Regions from separate parts of the Mus musculus genome. Here all the other regions are linked to region 1. Evidence: chromatin contacts called from public ChIA-PET data. All regions are on one chromosome and are shown on one strand. Each heading gives the region's core, a stretch centred on a gene start, on an enhancer-like site or on the middle of the called end of the contact. The rest is flanking DNA. Distances are from core to core; before and after follow the strand shown.

The links. ChIA-PET counts read pairs in DNA pulled down with a chosen protein or histone mark.
Region 2: an RNA polymerase II ChIA-PET map of memory CD8 T cells shows a contact between it and region 1, with 29 read pairs. The contact joins the promoter of Slc35e2 here to the promoter of Ube2j2 in region 1. A contact is called at or near these places in 1 of 39 promoter capture datasets (erythroid cells) and 1 of 115 datasets of contacts at active chromatin or transcription factors (memory CD8 T cells).
Region 3: a contact with region 1 is called in an RNA polymerase II ChIA-PET map of memory CD8 T cells, with 43 read pairs. The contact joins the promoter of Cdk11b here to the promoter of Ube2j2 in region 1. A contact is called at or near these places in 1 of 484 Hi-C or Micro-C datasets (embryonic stem cells), 2 of 115 datasets of contacts at active chromatin or transcription factors (memory CD8 T cells and microglia) and 1 of 9 other capture datasets (adipose tissue).

Annotation. Positions count from the first base shown.
Region 1 is chr4:155,942,324-155,945,215 of GRCm38.p6, forward strand. It overlaps Ube2j2 (ubiquitin-conjugating enzyme E2J 2), which reads left to right and starts at 1,490. Exons shown (of 8, transcript NM_021402.6): 1 at 1,490-1,827.
Region 2 is chr4:155,599,902-155,602,793 of GRCm38.p6, forward strand. Slc35e2 (solute carrier family 35, member E2) reads left to right here and starts at 1,515. Exons shown (of 9, transcript NM_177186.4): 1 at 1,515-1,837.
Region 3 is chr4:155,623,448-155,626,339 of GRCm38.p6, forward strand. Cdk11b (cyclin-dependent kinase 11B) reads left to right here and starts at 1,407. Exons shown (of 20, transcript NM_007661.4): 1 at 1,407-1,494; 2 at 2,084-2,207. The coding sequence starts at 2,097. It overlaps Gm16023 (predicted gene 16023), which reads right to left and starts at 1,308. Exons shown (of 3, transcript NR_040441.1): 1 at 912-1,308.

The DNA.
Region 1 (2,892 bases), core at 240-2,739:
GCTACCTTCTTTTCCCTGCCTCAGGTCATTGTCATAGGCTTTTTTTATTGACAGATGATGCTTCCATGAAGTTCACAAGACATTCTCTCTATAGTTCCTTCAGACTACTTCAATTTGTACGCACAAATTGACTTGCTAAAGATGCCTTTTTTTTTTTTTTTCCAAGACAGGGTTTCTCTGTGTAGCCCTGGCTGTCCTGGAACTCACCTTGTAGACTGAACTCAGAAATCCGCCTGCCTCTGCCTTCCCAGTGCTGGGATCAAAGGCATGCGCCACCACCGCCCGGGTCTAAAAATGCCTGTTGTGTAACAATATATAGGCTTTGCAATGTGGATTCTGGATTCAGTCCTGCAAAGGCTGAGCCTCCTGCTGCTAAGAATCCTTAATTCATCCTGCAGTGTCTCTCTTCCAGTGTGTTGTAACCCGGAATACTGACACCTACCACATCTGACTTGGCTTTCTGGAACCTGTACACAGAGTTCACAGGCAAATGAAGGGAAGGTGCTGGGTCAAGGACGCAGGGTGTGTGTGTGTGTGTGTGTGTGTGTGTGTGTGTGTGTGTGTGTGTGTGATGTTATCTCACCAACATAAGAACAAACTTTAGCATTCGATTCTAGGAATGCAACAGTGAGGCAGCAGTGTGTGCAGGGAGAGCTGGAGAAGTCTGGATCTCTATCAGCCTCCTCAGCCCAGATTCTCCAGCTGTCAGGGCCCAAACTAGTATTTAGAACATCCCTACTGGCAGCCTCCTGTCTCAGCACCAGCCAGATAGTCTGGCCAAAAGACCAAGCTGTACCGCCTCCCCTCCCCAGGGCCAGGAAGGAGGCGGAGGGAGAGGGGAAACCCGTCTTAGAGCAATGTCCTCGAGCATAAAGATGGTATTCAAGAACTGATTGGGAAACTTGGTGCGGAAACACAGGGACTCTTTTTATGAGGACGGCTGTTCCCGGGGCTGGGGGTCTGCCGCGGGCTTGGAGTGCGGGATACGCCTATGCCCATCATTGGCTCCGTACACGGGGATCTTCGTGGCTATAGGGGCAGCGAGGGAGAACTGAGTGAACCTCCAGCTCGGAATTTAACTGTGTTTAGAGCAGACAAGAGTGCATCCTGGGCCAGAAGGTGGCCGGTGGCCCTAATTCGTTGTGAACTCATGGGTCATCTTTTCTCTGGGGCTGGCCTCCCTGACTGGCCCTGATTTGGGGTCGGGAGCACTGCGGGATTTCTGCAGCCACTTACTGGTTCCTGGAGTGCCGGCCAGACAGTACGAAGTCTTGGGAGTGTCTAGCCCAGTTTCCCGACACAGGAGCCACAACCCCCTCCCCCGAGCTATTCTCTAGTGCGCACGCGTCAGCAACCCTTTGCGCAGTAGCCGGACACAACCATTAGCCAAAAACCCGAGACTGACCTGAGCCAGCTAGGAACTGACAGTGGAGCCTCCACCAAGCTGCCTAGCGGAGCGCTTCCACCCGCGGACAGCGCACCGGAAGCGGAAGCGGAAGCGGGCCTAGGCCGTCCCCGGAGCGGCCATCTTGGAGGCTGAGCGGCGGTAGCGGCGGCGAGGCTGCTTGCGGCGGGTGCGGTGGGCCGAGTCCCAGCGCGGGTGCGGCTCACGGCGCGGGCCCCACTCTTCCGCACCCTGCTCTGGCCTCGACCACGGCGAACCTGAACGCGGCCGCGGCCTCAGGGAGAGGTGAGCGCTCGCGGGCTGCGCGGGGCCTCGGGCCGCTCGTTCGCCCCGCCGGAGCCGGCTGCAGCGGCGGGCGGGGACGCGGGGACGCCACACGTCGGGTCCCGTTGGTTACGTCGCCGGCTGTGCCCGGACCCGAGGTCGGTTACTGAGGGCGCTCGGGGTTCCTGTCGGGGGCGGGTTAGGGGTTTTGTTTGCCGCGCGGCGGATTCTCTCACGGACGCTCGGAAGACTCCGAGGAGGAGCCAGGTTTGATCTTTAAAAAAACGTATCCCGTGAGTTTGTTGTGGGGTGGTAGCCGTTGAGTGGCCCCCTTTCATCGCGATCAGTTAGAACCCCAGGCTGCTTAATAGACCCCAACAGGGGCGAGCGTGTCCGCGGTTACGCCCTTGAGGGTAATGCAACAAAACCTTGGGCAGTAAGAGTGGGGCTTGGGCCCGTTTCGGGGGTCGGGGTGAGGACGGCCGATGCTTATTCTCCACCTCTGCTAACTGCGGACTCTCAGCCAGTGACCTCACTTCCTTCTTAGTGGACATCATCACTTAGCTGTGTGTTTAACCTCAGTCAAGCTCTCAACGTCATCAGATCCAGATAGACCAGGAAGAGAAAAGAGCAGAGTTCACTGTAAGCTAACAAGTGCATAAGAATGTACCTTTCTGCAAGTAGTGATACAGGGCTTTATTCATGGCCAGGTGTGTGTAATGGGGGGGGAAAAAGGATTTTAGGATTGTATTTCATTATAAAGTCCCGCGTATGATCTTCAGCCGGAGATAGGTCTAGGTTCCTAGAACTTGGAGTCAGTCCTCTGCAACATCATTGTCTTCCTGTACTCGGCGTCAGTTCAGTTCTCGGTGTGTGTGAGAAAGTGGTGCTAAGGCTGTTTATTGTGAGCTTCTGGCTTCCTTCAGCCCGTGGAGTAATCCTGGAGAAGGTAAAACTCCCTGAAAATCCTGGCCTTGGGTGTGTCATGTGCCCTTCTGACCATCTGTCAGGCCAAGGTCTTAATTCCCCACCGTCACCTAACCTGTGTGGAGTGTTGTGGGAGAGAGATGTCCAAAAGGAAAAAGAACTACCACCTTGGCACGGTGATGAGGGACTGACAAGAGACTCTTCTGCTGCCAGTGAGTGGCTGCTTCTGTCACCTTCCATCCCCTAGGAGAGTCACGAAAGATACTGCTGTTCCGATTGAGGCAGACGAGGAGCAG
Region 2 (2,892 bases), core at 265-2,764, 340 kb before region 1:
AGCACTGACTGCTATTCTGAAGGTACCGAGTTCAAATCCCAGCAACCACATGGTAGTTCACACCCATCCAAAATGAGATCTGATGCCCTCTTCTGGGGTGTCTGAAGACAGCTACAGTGTACTTACACATAATAAATAATTAAATTTAAAAAAATTACTAGTTGAACCAGGCATAGTAACACATGCTTGTCATCTGAGCACTGTGGGGTAAGAGCAAGGTCAGGGTCAGCCCTGGCTGTACATCAAATCCGAAGCCAGCCAGGGATACACCAGCCCTGTCTCAAAACAAAACAAATACAAAACAACAATGACCAAATAAAACAACTCAATTAAAAAATGCTTACATAGGTGCGCATAATTCCAGAGTGTGAGAGGCAGAGATGTCTATTTCTGTGAGTTCAAGACTAGCCTGATGTACACAGTGAGTTCCAGGCCAGACAGGGGTACATAGTGAGACACTATCTTTTTTTTTTTTTTTTTTTTTTTCGAGACAGGGTTTCTCTGTGTAGCTCTGGCTGTCCTAGAACTCACTTTGTAGACCAGGCTGGCCTCGAACTCAGAAATTCCCCTGCCTCTGCCTCCTGAGTGCTGGGATTAAAGGTGTGTGCCACCATGCCGGCTCAGTGAGACACTATCTTAAAAGACAAAAACAAACAAAGGAAAGAACCCAACAACAACAAAATTCTTGCGTAAGTTTCTGAGTTGAGTTTCATTTTTAAAAATCGTTAAAACTTGGCTTGTGGTTAGGACAGAATTTCCAACTGATACGGTTCTAAAACATACGTCAATTCAACAAAATCAAACACACTTTGGTTTTGATAAAATCAAAACATCAACTCTGAAAAATGCTGAAGATACTCTATGTCCAGTGGTATGGGATATTCAGTCAAGATTTAATGATCTGTGCGAAAATTTAAAAAGCACATCTTCTCATTCGTAAGCCAGTTTGCCTTTGCTTTTAAGTGGTAAAACTGCACTGTGCCATTGTGTTCTAAAGACTTGTTTTTTGTTTGCTGAGACAGGGTCTCTCTACATAGACCTGGTTGTCCAGGAACTCACTAAGTGGACCAGGCTGGTCTCCGGCACCGGGCAAAGAATTGTTTTAAGATAGACTTAAGGTTGATTATCAGTAAACGTTTGATTTGCATATGGAAAGGGTTTTCTAGTGGAAAAGGTTTAAGAAGCTCCAACTCACTGTGCGAGATCTGAAGGAGAAACCTTACTAGTTTTCAAACAACCAAGAAAAAAACAAAGGAAGGTTTCACCAAAAGCAGAGCTGAGGCAAGGCACAACCTCAAACCTCTCCACAAAATGACCTTCAGGGATAAAAGGGGCCAGGAAGCATCTCACAGCCGGCGGCTACTTGGGGAGATCAGGCGACAGAGCAAGCGTCCTGCAGGAAGGCGGGGCCTCTGAGGCTCGACCAATGAGCGCCCCGTCGCTATGCTGCTGGCCCCGCCCCCATGGTGCTGACCCCGCCCCCATCCCGGCAGCGTCCAAGACTCGGAGAGCACGGGGGTTCCTCGCACGTTCGCCACTGAGCGCTTCTCGTCTTGTGACTTTCTGGTCAGATTTTAGGATCCTTGAAATCAAGCCCCTGGGTCTGACCTAGAGGGCGGCACCTTCGCGGCCTCAGAGGATTGGCTCCTTCACCTTGGTCTCGGTGGAACGTTCCGGAATGTACCACAGGCCAGAGGAGCGACACCTGCACGCTGGCCCAGCATGGCGGACCCCGCAGAGGTGGGACGCTCCGGAGGCGCCCACAGGAGGCCGCAAGGCGGTGCTGTGGCCCCGCATCGTCGCCCGCCCCGTGGTTTGCGGTGGGCCGCTACGGAAGGTGCGAACGCGCCGTGAGGGTGTCCTGGCTCCCCGTGGTGGGCCGCGGTGGAACGTTCTGGAAGGTGCCATTGTGTGCCTGTGTGGAGTGTGTCCTTCCCCCCCCCCCCGTAACAGCTTCCGGTGCGTCACGTCCGGCTCTCTCCCCGCCCACCCGTGTGTGTGTCCCAAATCTAAACCCTTAGGAGGGCTGTGGGAGGGCTCGCGGCTCTCGCCCTTGACTCTGGACCGCTCTGCCTAAAGCTGCTCGGCCCCGAGGCGGGCGCGGGCTGCATCTTCCGTGGGCGTGGGCTGAGGCTCTGCATAAACTCCAGTGGCAGCCCCAGAACTGAACCCCATCGGGGGCCGGGGGCATCCCGTCCTGGAGTCAGCCCGGGTTGGCACCGGGCGCGCAGGTGGCGGGCTTCGCCGGGCTGGACGCACAGGTAGGGTGGGGACAGTGATGGGCACCGGGGCGGGGGGATCGCGGGCGGGCTGTGACTGCAGCAGGCGCCGGAAAGGAAGCGATACCCAATGACAGGTGCAGGCACCCTGTCATCTGTCGGCGTGTACTGATTTTGCCTCCCCAAACGTCTTATTTTGTGCCGTGGAATGGGCGACTCAGCCAGGTCCCAAGCCTCAACTTTATTTTAGCCTGCCAGCGGTTTTTCTCCAACCGGTACTTTTCAGGCATGAAACAGGCTCTTTGCAGCATTGATGTTTTGAACCCTTGAAATGCAAAATAAAACAAAAAGTAAAACTGCAGACTGGGGGTGGGGGTGGGGGGGCCCTTGTTCAGTGTTTGTCTAGTCGCCCGCTCATGGGATGAATGTACTCTATTAAAAAAAACTGGAAAATAATTTTTTGTGCTTTTTTTTCTTTTTCTTTTTTCTTTTAAGACAGGATCTTTACAGGGTAGCCCAGTCTGGCCTTAAACTTGTGACCCTCCTGCCTCATCCTCTCAGTACCGCAATTATGGGACTGTACTACAAGTATCCCTGGTTGCAGAGCACATTTGAAAGCACACCGAGAGAATTTTAAATAGCAAAAGAAGGCCCATTAAGTGAAGAGATAGGA
Region 3 (2,892 bases), core at 157-2,656, 320 kb before region 1:
AGGTTTTTCTGTGTAACCCTGTGGACCAGGCCACCTTTAAACGGTACCTCTGTCTACAAAGTGATAAGATCGAAGATGTGAGCCACCACCACCTGGCTTGTATAACTCTGTTATGTATGCTACTGAAATCAGACTTAGTTTCCAAGTCACTGATAACTCTGGAGGCAAAGTAAGAGCTGGGATCACAAAGTGTTTCACTCCAATATCCCTCATTTTTTTCATACACTAGTTGTTATATTCTTTCACATCTTACCATTTCACAGTCATAACTAACAGTGGTTTCCTTTTCATTTTGTTTGTTTCTGACCCTAACTCAAGAAATTTAATCATATTGCTATTTTTTGTTTCACGATACAGAGCTGCTTTTGTAGCCTTGGCTGTCCTAGAACTAGCTCTGTAGACCAGGCTGGCCTCAAACTCACAAGAGGTCCGCCTGCTTCTGTCTCCCTAGTGCTGGCATTAAAGGTGTGCTCCACTGATGCATGGCATTGCTTTTTGTTTGTTTGTTTTTTTCCCCAATACCCACAGGATAACCTGACAAAAACAAGCAGCTGGAATTTTCCTTTCTGCTCTCTCTTCCATAAGCCCTGATAGGTTAATAGGTTTTTAGTGGAATCGTAAAAACCTTTAAGACCTTCAGGTGGTTTAAGTACACGTTTGAGAAGTGTCTAGACACTTCAGCATTTAGAATGAAAAGAAAACAAAAAGAATACAGAGATACAGGCCAGAAATAGAGGCTAGGTCTACGTACTAAACTCTATTTCAAAGCAAAACAATAACATAAAGACTCAACCACTATCGTAGGCCAAGCAGAAGAGGTTGTTTTAAGGAGGTTGGCTGAGGAAACTGGATTCGTTTCAATGTTTTCTTGTGCAGGGGACTTCCTCATCATAGGATGTTAACTAGCCTACCTGTGAATTCAGCTTCCTGGGTCCTGGGTAGGTCAGAAAGACAACTTGTTTTTCCATTGGATGGCACGACGCCACTTTGGAGGCGTCTATACGTCAGAGCAATTAGTCTGATGGGTAGAAACAAATGTCTGGCTGCGGAAGGTTGAGTGGCACAAGCAGCTTGTCACGAGTGCAAATGCTGCTCGGCCTGCAGACTACGCTACCGAGTGCCTGGAGGTAGCCCTGCCTGGCAGAGCGAAGGTGCAGCGGGAGGCACGGTTTCCGGTTTCCGCAGACGGCCGAGCGCATCGTCTCGAAACGTCATCTCTCGGAGACACCCCAGGACGTTACCAGACGCTACTTCGCTTTTATCCGCCCAGCCTCGCGTCGTTGGCAGGAGCCAACTCACGATGTAAGGACACTTCCGGTGCGCGCAAGGTACTGTGGGGCGGCCAAAAAAAGTCGAGCGCACACGCGGTTCGTCGTCGTCGTCGTACGTCATCATCACGCTTCCGCGGAGGAAGTGACGACAATCCTGGCGCGCGCCGGGCGCTGTTCCTTCCCAGACTCCAGGACCGGCTGCGGCGGCTGTAGCGGCGCAGGGGTGAGTAGCGGCGCGGGGGTTCGGAGCAGGGTTTACGGCGCCCCTGAAGAATCGCGGCTGGCGACACGCTGCTGCCGCGGAGCAGTCTCGCTCCACACGGAGCTGAGGGCGGTGGAGGCGGCAGGCCTGGCGGCCCCCGGAGCCGGCCCTTGCCTCAGGTTTGCGTGACTGAACCCTCAGAAGTGGGACCCCGCCCCGGAGTCCCGCGCTTGACAGTGCACCTTGATCTTACCTGTCACCCAGGCCTCCCCGCGTCCTGGAGCTTTCTCATACAACCTTTTGACACCTAAGGCAGAGTGTGTTGAGTGCGAGGCACTGAAATGACCTGGATGGTCTTTCATCCTAGAACAGTACCGTTACGTGGATGATGATGGTTGCGTTTTACGGAAAACACTGAGGTAAACTAAGTTACCCAAAACCTTACAGGAATGACAGAAACGACAGTGTATTCAGGCAGAATCCTTCCGACCTACCGGGACTTACTCTGAAACACTAACGATTAGACTTAAGTGTTCGGAAAAGACAGACCGACAGACCGACCGTAGCTTTCTGTGTCCCGAGGTTGCTTGAATTGTTTTTCTTTTTGCAGTGTTTTAACTCAAATGGGTGATGAAAAGGACTCTTGGAAAGTGAAAACGTTAGATGAAATTCTCCAGGAAAAGAAACGAAGGAAAGAACAAGAGGAGAAAGCAGAGATAAAACGCTTAAAAAATGTAAGCTATGTTTTTTAAGTAAGTGGTTTTCTTAAAGAAGATTTAATTTCTTTGCCCTCATTTTTCCATTAGAACAACGCTTCTTCGGTGAAGTTCTTTTGTACTTCCAAATGTCACAGGTGAGCCCAAAATCTATTCTAAAATTAACAAAAACATTCATATACTCAGTTGACGTTGAAGATAGATTAATAACACACTGAAGCTGTATCGAAATGAGAATATCTCGTTACAAAATAAAATATTCTGAACCTAGAATCATTACTGCCACCAGACTAATTTTTCTCATTTCATTATTAGTATATTCATAATACCATTTACCAAGCATTTTTAATAAAGTGGGAACTTTCCTTGCAATTAAAATGAGTGCTTTGTAATTACCTTGCTTTGGATGATGATATATTTAGAGTCCTTAGGTGACTGGATAAGAAACATTGATATAAGTGCTTCTTATTGTCAATATATGTATGATGTATTTCGTGTGTAAAAATCCAACTAAAGTCTTAGTTTTGGCTCAGAAAAACTAACGTTCATATAGTCTTATGACCCTTATCATGTACAATGTTTTAAATTTTCTGTTCTCAGGTTTCAGGTTACCAAAAAAAAAAAAAGTGATTTTAATTACATGAGTTTTGAACAAAATTAATATTTGAAGTTTCTATTCAAAAAATGTATATTTAGAGTTGGT